Regions from separate parts of the Mus musculus genome. Here all the other regions are linked to region 2. A link is a contact called in public Hi-C and HiChIP or PLAC-seq data. All regions are on one chromosome and are shown on one strand. The core of a region is the stretch at or near the end of the contact, and the rest is flanking DNA. Distances in the headings are between cores, read along the strand shown.

The links. A called contact is a pair of places that touch in the nucleus more often than the background predicts. HiChIP or PLAC-seq counts read pairs in DNA pulled down with a chosen protein or histone mark.
Region 1: an H3K27ac HiChIP or PLAC-seq map of hepatocytes shows a contact between it and region 2, with 5 times the contacts expected there. The contact joins the enhancer-like site here to the promoter of Zfhx3 in region 2. A contact is called at or near these places in 1 of 39 promoter capture datasets (liver), 3 of 484 Hi-C or Micro-C datasets (all in liver) and 3 of 115 datasets of contacts at active chromatin or transcription factors (bone marrow-derived macrophages, hepatocytes and neural tube).
Region 3: a contact with region 2 is called in a Hi-C map of the N1E-115 cell line, with 6 times the contacts expected there. The contact joins the enhancer-like site here to the promoter of Zfhx3 in region 2. A contact is called at or near these places in 1 of 484 Hi-C or Micro-C datasets (the N1E-115 cell line) and 5 of 115 datasets of contacts at active chromatin or transcription factors (differentiating embryonic stem cells, embryonic basal ganglia, embryonic forebrain and 2 more).

Annotation. Positions count from the first base shown.
Region 1 is chr8:108,988,928-108,991,627 of GRCm38.p6, forward strand. No RefSeq gene overlaps it. Among named protein-coding and RNA genes, the nearest start is that of Mir3108, 53 kb to the left of the region's middle. Within about 2 kb of position 1,279, at least 8 of the 459 cell types and tissues checked have an H3K27ac peak or open chromatin away from gene starts, as enhancers often do. A contact at or near this core is called in hepatocytes and liver, where this site is marked.
Region 2 is chr8:108,713,239-108,715,938 of GRCm38.p6, forward strand. It overlaps Zfhx3 (zinc finger homeobox 3), which reads left to right and starts at 1,406. Exons shown (of 10, transcript NM_007496.2): 1 at 1,406-2,092.
Region 3 is chr8:108,434,720-108,437,419 of GRCm38.p6, forward strand. It overlaps a transcript of Zfhx3 not described here. Among named protein-coding and RNA genes, the nearest start is that of Gm39243, 36 kb to the right of the region's middle. Within about 2 kb of position 1,347, at least 1 of the 459 cell types and tissues checked has an H3K27ac peak or open chromatin away from gene starts, as enhancers often do. A contact at or near this core is called in the N1E-115 cell line, where this site is marked.

The DNA.
Region 1 (2,700 bases), core at 29-2,528, 280 kb after region 2:
AGCTTGAGCCTGGAATCATAGTGCAAAGCTGCCCAACCAACCAACCAAACACCCCTATAAAATAATGAATAGTGTTATTTTATATTTCTAAGTTGGGTTAATTTGTTATATAAGCAATAGAACTAATATAGCTACCATGCATACTTAACTCATTGTATTTATTTTCAGTATGCATGTAACATGTACATATTGTTATATATGTACACAATATATTGTCTTTTATAGTATAATGTCTTGGACCATTCACAAAAGCTAATTCTATTATGATTAGGCTAGGAAAAATTAATAAAATTCAAAGAGAAGTGGTATAGATAAGATCTTCTAGTCAAATAGGCAAGGTACCTTGGCTATAGTTTCTTTCTTTTTTTCTTCCTTTCTTTCCTTCCTTTCCTTCCTTCTTGTTTGAGACAGGATCTCACTATGGAGCTCTGAATAACCTGGAACTCACTCTGTACACCAGGCTGGCCTTGAACTCACAGAGATCTGCCTGCCTCTGCCTCCAGAGTGCTGGAATGAAAGGTATTGGTCACCATTGAAGGGTTCTGGTGGTAATGTTTTTGTTTTGTTTTGTTTTTAACAACTTTCTTAACAATTCTAAGACAAAGGAAATCAAACCCAAGTTATATAATTCTAAAAACTTCTACCAATAAAAATAAATAAATAAATAAATAAATAAAGGCACACATTTATGTCCTGTAAGATAACTGCAGTGTCCAGCGAAAATATAAGAATATCTGTACTAATTTAGAAGTTATTTGTGTGGAAGTGAAAGTTTAACTTTCCAATTTGAGAAACTGTATGGTGCCAACAGAATGTTTAGCTGAGAAGCCTAAAAAGAGGTAGGAAAGATGAATCAATAAATAGGAAGAATGGAAGGAGGGAAACAACAACATTAAGAGGAATTAAATAACCAATGCTAAGGGTTTCTCTGCCTAGCTCTGGAAATTTGAAAGCATTCTTGGAGCGTATCTTTTAAAAGATTTTAGATTTATTTATTGTGTCTGGGTGTTTTATTTGCATGTGTGCATTCGAACCATCTGGGTTCCTGGTACACTCAGAGGTCAGCCATGGTGCTGGAGCACCTGGAACTAGTTATACACAGTTACGAGTCACCATTTAAATGCTGGGGCTAGAACTCAGGTCCTCTGCCAGGGCACAAATGCTCCCAATCAAAAGCCGTCTCTCCATTCATACTTTAAGGAAAGTACAAATAACCATCAAGCTGGCTATGGTGCCACTCGCCTGTAAACACCAGCACTGGAGGGTGTGGGGCAGGGCTAGAGACAGGGAGATTCCTGAAGCTCACTGACCAGAGAGCCAGTTTCAGATTCAGTGAGAAACCCTGTCTCAAAATACAAAGGTAGAAACCAATTGAGGGAAGATATTTGGTCTACCGCTGGTCTCCACATGGATTCTATATGTACACCTACACCAACAAAGTGCACACATACCATAACACACACATGCACACACGCGCACACACCCACATTACACCATGAAAATATATAAGAAGAAATAGCAAATTCAAATGGCCACAGGAAGCATTTTTAGCATCAAGGAGCTCCCCTTTCTCTTCAGAATGCATCAAGCCAGGACGTTTTTTGCAGCTCACGTTTCCCCACTATTTAGCAGCGTTACAGAGGGACTAGCTGATGAAATTATGGAAAGGAAAGAAAAATGAGGTGGGAAGTCAGAAAGGAAAGGCCACGCTTGCAGTATCTGGGGGTCACGTGGTTAGGAGGCCTCTCGAAGTTCCAGAGGGCACACATTTCACAACTAATATTGATCTGGTCCATGTGGCAGGGAATAGCGATGCTGTCAGCTTGGAGCAGGGCCAGGAACAGAGAAGAGCTCTATATAGAAGGCTGTGGTTCAAGGTTGCCATGCAAATGATCTGGCCATGTGACTCCTAATATTCTAGTAGATCCTAGGGTATTGTGGTATCAACTGTGATAAAACACAGAGGGTGTTCACCATACTCTATAGAAAGAAGCACATTGTGAAACCTGGGGCCCTGGAACAAGATCAGAAGATCTAAAGCATAAAATTATATGGCTTCTTAACAACAGTTACAGACAAGGCTCTGGGGATGCCTTGGTAGAGATGGAGTGTTTCCTCACTGAACATCTATGTCCAAAACTGCTAAACTCACTAAGTCGCAAATGTAGTTTGCTCGTGATCTGTTTTAACCCACGAGACAGAGATACTGCATACAGAATAAGAATGGTCTAGATCAGAAAGCACAAGTAGGTTCAATGTAGACCCATTACAGTCCCCTAGGTCTCTTCCTATGGACCACACACATGTGAACCAAACACCTTATGTATTGCCATGTGTGAGATCCAATATAGGTTTTTAATCACAGCTTTCCTTAAGATACCAGCCAGCACACCACACCACTCTACAGGAACTCAATTCCATAGAGGCCAGCACTGCACCACTGACTAGGAGTTCAGTAATTCCTGACATGTAGGTGTGGGATTCTGACCTGCTTTGTAGAGTATTACTGTGCTTATTATTATTTTTTAAATCTTTCTTCAGCCAGGGTTCAAGCTAAGTGTCTGTCCAAGTGGTTTGGCTTGCCTTTGCCCAACTCCAGAGCCCCTAATGCCGAATGAGTCATGACCATCCTGTACATGGGCCCTGTGCTAAGCTGGTATTGGAGATAACTGGGGAGCTATCACAAAGCTCGCTGGCAGC
Region 2 (2,700 bases), core at 156-2,655:
CTTTAAGGTGTTCCTGACTCGTGTGGCTAACATAAATAACAGTGTGTTTTGAAAACACCACCTGTTCTTGAGCCCGAGGTCAGGCAGCCTGAAGCAGGTCTATGGAGGCCATACTCTGGCTCAAAAACCCATCCTCCCCCAACCCCCCCAGACCTGCTCTCCCCCTTCCCCAAGTTTGACTAAATTTGGCCTCTGCCCTCCTTTGTCCCTAATCAGACATGATTCCCCAGAGGCAGCTCTTTTCTCCCAAGGTCCTAGCTTGGGGTGGGGGAAGGGAGACGGCGATTGCAATCTTTTTTTTTTTTCTTGTGCTAAAATATAGACAGGGTAACAGACTGCGCCCAACAGGTTAGGTATTTACATCGATTTGAAACCGAATTCTATTGTACCAAAATGCTTCCTACATTGGGGCCCTGTAGTTTTCACCAAGCAAGCCTCCCCCTTTCCTCCCTGTTAGTGTGTGTTTAATGCAAATACGATTCCATACATTCTGCTCTTCGCCGGGTGAGCTTATTATATTTCTAACACTTGCATGGTTCATTATTGTGCAGTAGGAAAAGACTCGCGGCTGCCGGGGGCAGCCTGGGTGGCTGGTTTTCAGAAAGAGAAAAAGCAGGTGTCTTTCTATGCTGGGAATGAAGACTAGATTTAGGAGGAGGGTGGAATTCTGTCTGAGAGGACTGGAGCCTTCCGGTGAGATTTCAAGGGGGCCTGCCTTTGCATAACAGAACGCCAAAGGTGAACCTTGGGAGACCTAGAAGTGCCCAGCTGTCGCTGTGACCAGCCGAGGTAGCCCCGTTGGGTTTGATCCTGGTGGTAGAATCGTCTTGAGCCGGGCCACCTTTCTTGCCCTGTCTGAAATGCTCTGTGGCTCCTAAGGGCAGTCTCCTGATCCTGACAGCGGGTGGTTCCAGGCTGCTTGGCCTTTTCTAGTCGTTTCTTGCTCTCCTCTTCTCCCCCTCTCCTTAGAAACTGTCCTTAAACTCTCAATGGAGAGTGAGTGAGTAGGGGATGTTTTCGTAAGTTTCTGCAGCTGAAAAACAGAAGTGCTCTGTGAAGCAGTTAATAGGATGGGTGTGTGTTTCAAATAAATTCCTGTCCACATTGGCTAAAGTCCCCATGTTAGAGTGGCCTGGCTCTGACGTGGACAGGGCCCAGAGACTGATGGATCAGGGTTCGGAGGCCCCGACTGCTTGTTCTTCTCTTTTGGGGGAGAGACTGGGGGTGGCCGAAGGCGCGTCCGTTTCTTCCAGGCCGGCCTTTGACTTTTGATGAGCGGTGCGGTCAGTGCCTCGCGGGGACGCGGCTTTGTTCCTGCCGGGCCGGTTCCTGGGTTGGTGCAGGCCAGGGCAGCCAAGGCTCCTGTCCCCAGGCGAGTGCGGCCCAGGCCGCCTCCAAGGCTGGTGCTGGGAGCCCGGGCCCGGCAGCTCCGGCCCTGCTCCTGTGTGTTTGTGCGTCTATGTCCCCAGGTCCCCGCAGGCGCGCGGGCGCGGCCACCGCGAGCAGCCCGGCCTGCGCCCAGCGCGACTGTAGATGTCAGGCTTTGCCCGGGGAGCCGAGAGGCTGCGGGGCTGTGAGTTTCAAATTAACCTTCCGCTTTGTTGCTGTGTAATGTGGATCCCCGAAGGCCCCCCGCCCCGCCCGCCCCCCTTCCTCGGGCGGTGCGCGCTGCAAACTGCGAGTTGAGCTTCATTTACATAAAGCGATTCCGGGCGGGCGGGCGGGCGAGCGGGCGGCGCAGGAGGAGGAGAGAGGCGGGCAGGCCGGGACGGGGACCGGGACGCAGCGCCGCGCCCCGTGGGTGAATCCCCGCCGCGCCTGGGGGACCTCCCTCCCCGGGGCAGCCCGCAGATCGCCAGCCCCGGGCCGCCACCATGCGCGCCCCGCCCCTGCCGCCAGGCCCCTCGCTCCTAGCCTGCGCCACCGCCGAGCCCGGGGGGCAGCGGGAGGTGGGGAGAATGCCGCCTGGGGTGGGTAAGTTCGGGGCTCCGCTGCCACTGGAATCTCCCGTTGTCGCGCTGCCCGGCGTGGTGGCCCCCGGACCTCCGAGTGCCTCCTTCCTCCTGAGGTGTACGGAGGCTTTGTGTGCCAGGTGAGTGCAGCCTCCCTCCCCCGCCGCGCCGCTCGCAGCCGGCCTAGCGCTGGAGGCAGGTGCTGCGAGTGAGTCTTGGCTGAACTTCCCATTCTCTTGGGGCGTGTGGGGGAAGGGCAGGCTTGGATGCACTTGAACTCCTAGACTCCAGGAGGAACCTACCTGGGGAGAGAGTGGCTTAGAGTCTGCTGGGCACCAGAGTACGTTCTTCCTCCTATCTCCTCTTGCTTTTCCTTCCCGACCTCCTCCTCCTCCTCCTCCTCCTGCTTTTGGGTTAGTTCCTACCTTGTTAATACTTGGGGGTACTGGTGCCATTGAGAACTTTGGATTCTTTGGTCTAAAACACACCTTCAGCTGCCGGGGGGGGGGGCGGTTATGAAGGAAAGAGAGAGAGAGAGTGAGAGTGTGTTAGAAGTCGCTGGTCAGTTTGCAGCAATGTGAAGAATGTGCCTGTTTGGGGAGTAATTAAAGAGAGAATCAGGGCAGAGCTGGCGGGACCTATGGAGATCATCTTGGCCTGGCTGCTCTCTAATTTCGGTTTGTTCTTCTGCCAGAACCGGTACAGCATTTATTTTGGGGGGCGGGAAGTACGAAGGAAAGGTAAGATT
Region 3 (2,700 bases), core at 97-2,596, 280 kb before region 2:
CATTACACATACCAATACAAGGAGTGTACTTAAAATGCTATGTGAACCATCATCTTTATAATACGTGGCTGTTCTCCTGGGCCCCCTAGAAATAACAGCACTTGTTGAAATCAGCACCTATCACTTGAACCAAGCTGGGTACTGGTTTAACCCTAGGGAGTAAGTAAACGGATGTGGGTCCTACCTTGGTTTTCCTGACTCTAGCCATAGAAGCAAACCAAAATGCCTTTAGCCCTCACTAAGATAGACCCCCGTGGTGAGTTTTTCAAGTTTGATTAAGATAAGAATATTTTCCTTGTCTTTCACAATCAAGTTCTGGGCAAAGCTTCCAGCAAGTTAATGAGAATTGAACAGCGTTTCATGAGAATTTAAAGAATCGATGTCCTGATAGCTACAGCTGCCATGACCTCCTGGCCATAGCTATGTAGATTCTGTCTGGAATGAGGTCAGAGCAGGCAGGGATGTCCCTTCTGGGATCTGCTCTAAGACTCACCATCAGCAGCTCCCCAGCCCAGACCAAGGTTTCTAGAACATCAGTATTGTTTGGGTGTACCTGTGAGTTAGGCACAGGCACCTTGAGCTAGGCAACTAGAGGAAGTCTGGGCTTGGTAGCATCTCTGGTTGATAAGAAAGCTAAGGATGTCACAACAGGTGAGGTCCCAGATAAAGACTGAGGGTGGCTGATTCTGTCCAATGTCCCTATACTGCACGACAGTGACTGATCTTGCCCCTTACCACTTCTCATCATGCTGGGCATGGTTCCAAACACTTGCCAAGCATGCACTTGGTTTAGCCCAAAACATCCCAATGCCACAGACACAGTTGTTACTGCGTGGCTTAGATGAAGAAATACAGGAAGAGGGGCAATATTAATGCAGACTTCTCCCTGCTCTTTGCTATCCATTTCCTCATTACAGAGCACTACCACGCAACTATCCTCATAGTTTCTGAGTGGTATTCTACACAGTGTAATATGCCAGGCACCAAGCATGCTTTAGACCTCAACTCTTTCAAAAAGGATGTCTATAAGTCATCACTGGGAGAAAGATGTAATTTCTCGGGGCTGACAGACTGATAAGTAGAATAGGAATCATGGGTCTTTTGAGCTCACTGTGGTCCATCCAGAGAGGAAGGATTTCATTTGGATAGCAGGCCTCCCAGCATTGAGGGTCACAAGAGTTTGGAAGGATGAGCTGGAAGTTGAAACGGCATGCCCTGCTTGACTAACCAGGACCTGTACCACACTATGTGGTAACAGTCTTAAGAAGAGATACACTATGCTAGGTCAGCACCCTTAGCCTGCCCTTGGCTGGCCTGACACCCACAGCTACCTGGAATGGCACTGACAAGGAACTTTGGAGAAGGGAAGAGGGATCCACAAGGATGCTGTGTGAAAGTATCCCATTTGACTCCTTAGTGTAAGTTTAATGTGCCTATCAAACAGCCAGGACTTGCTATTTCTTGACAAAAGAGACTGATGTCACCACAGCATCTCATGAGCAAGATGCCCACTTAGGATTAAGTAGCACAAAGTCCCCCACTGCCATCTGACTGATTTAGGAAGGGGGGGATGGCTGCTGAGAGAGAAGAGGGTTCCCCAGCGGTGCTTAGAGAGGGCCCCTTGGTGCGGCCACAGCTCTCCTGAGCTGACCAGCGGCGTTTAAATGCAAGGGCTGCTGTGAGCTGACTCGCTGCAGGATAATTACGTTAGGGACCAATACGGCCTGTTGAAAATCAATTCCGTGGGACCAGTGTGTTTGTTCGGAAAGCCACTCAGCCAATTCAGGAGTATATTAGGCAGCAGGCCCAGTGCAGTGACCTCTTCCGGATTGGGGTTGACACTTGAACGAAGGCGTTTGTCCAGTTAAAGGACAGTACTAGCAGCAGGCTCTTATCTCCCATAAATTGGATTACTCAGATCTGCTTGTTCTCTTTAAAGATAGTGACTCTTGGGCTTTTCCCCTCTCTTTCCATCTGTCTGAGATGGTTACCTAGTGATTACTGTCTAACGTGCCATCCTTATGTATTTCTGGACAGTGTCTGTCACCAGTGTGACTTCTCTTTCCTGAATGGGTGGACAAGGTTACCGGAGCTGGGCACCTCCACTTGTCAGGTCTCTGGTTGGCCTGGGGAATGGATTTCGATCCTGGTGCCCAGGCCTGTGCATTCGCTTCCGAAGCATGCAGTCAGAAACTCTGTGACATGCTTTTCAGTGATCAGTAGGCAAGTCCTGTGATATCCCATACTTCCCGTCAGACAGGTGAGTTAACTCCCTAGTGGCTTCCCCTAGCTTAGAACCCTAAGCCTGCTCACTATGCAAGCAATGTCTCTTGAGTAGGAAATGCATCTGTGCATGACAACTGTCTCCAGCCCTCCAGAGCATCAAAGTCCTGCAGAAGGCTGGAGAAGTAATCACTACTGAGAGTAACCCCCTCACGCCCCCCCATGGAAAGCCCAGGAAATCCTGTCTTCAACACCTCTCCTGGTGGAGTCTTCCCTCCCCAGACCTGCCGTACTAGCACAGGGTTGTAAGGGGTGTCACCAAGACAGAGCCAAGTCTGGGAAAACGTGTGTCTCCTCCTAAAAGGATCCAGGAAAGACTTATGGCTGCAATTACAGGTTCTTTTAATGACACATAAAATTAACTGCTCCACATATCCATTCACTCTGACAGCCAAGGATTTCTCTGCGGTAAAAGGA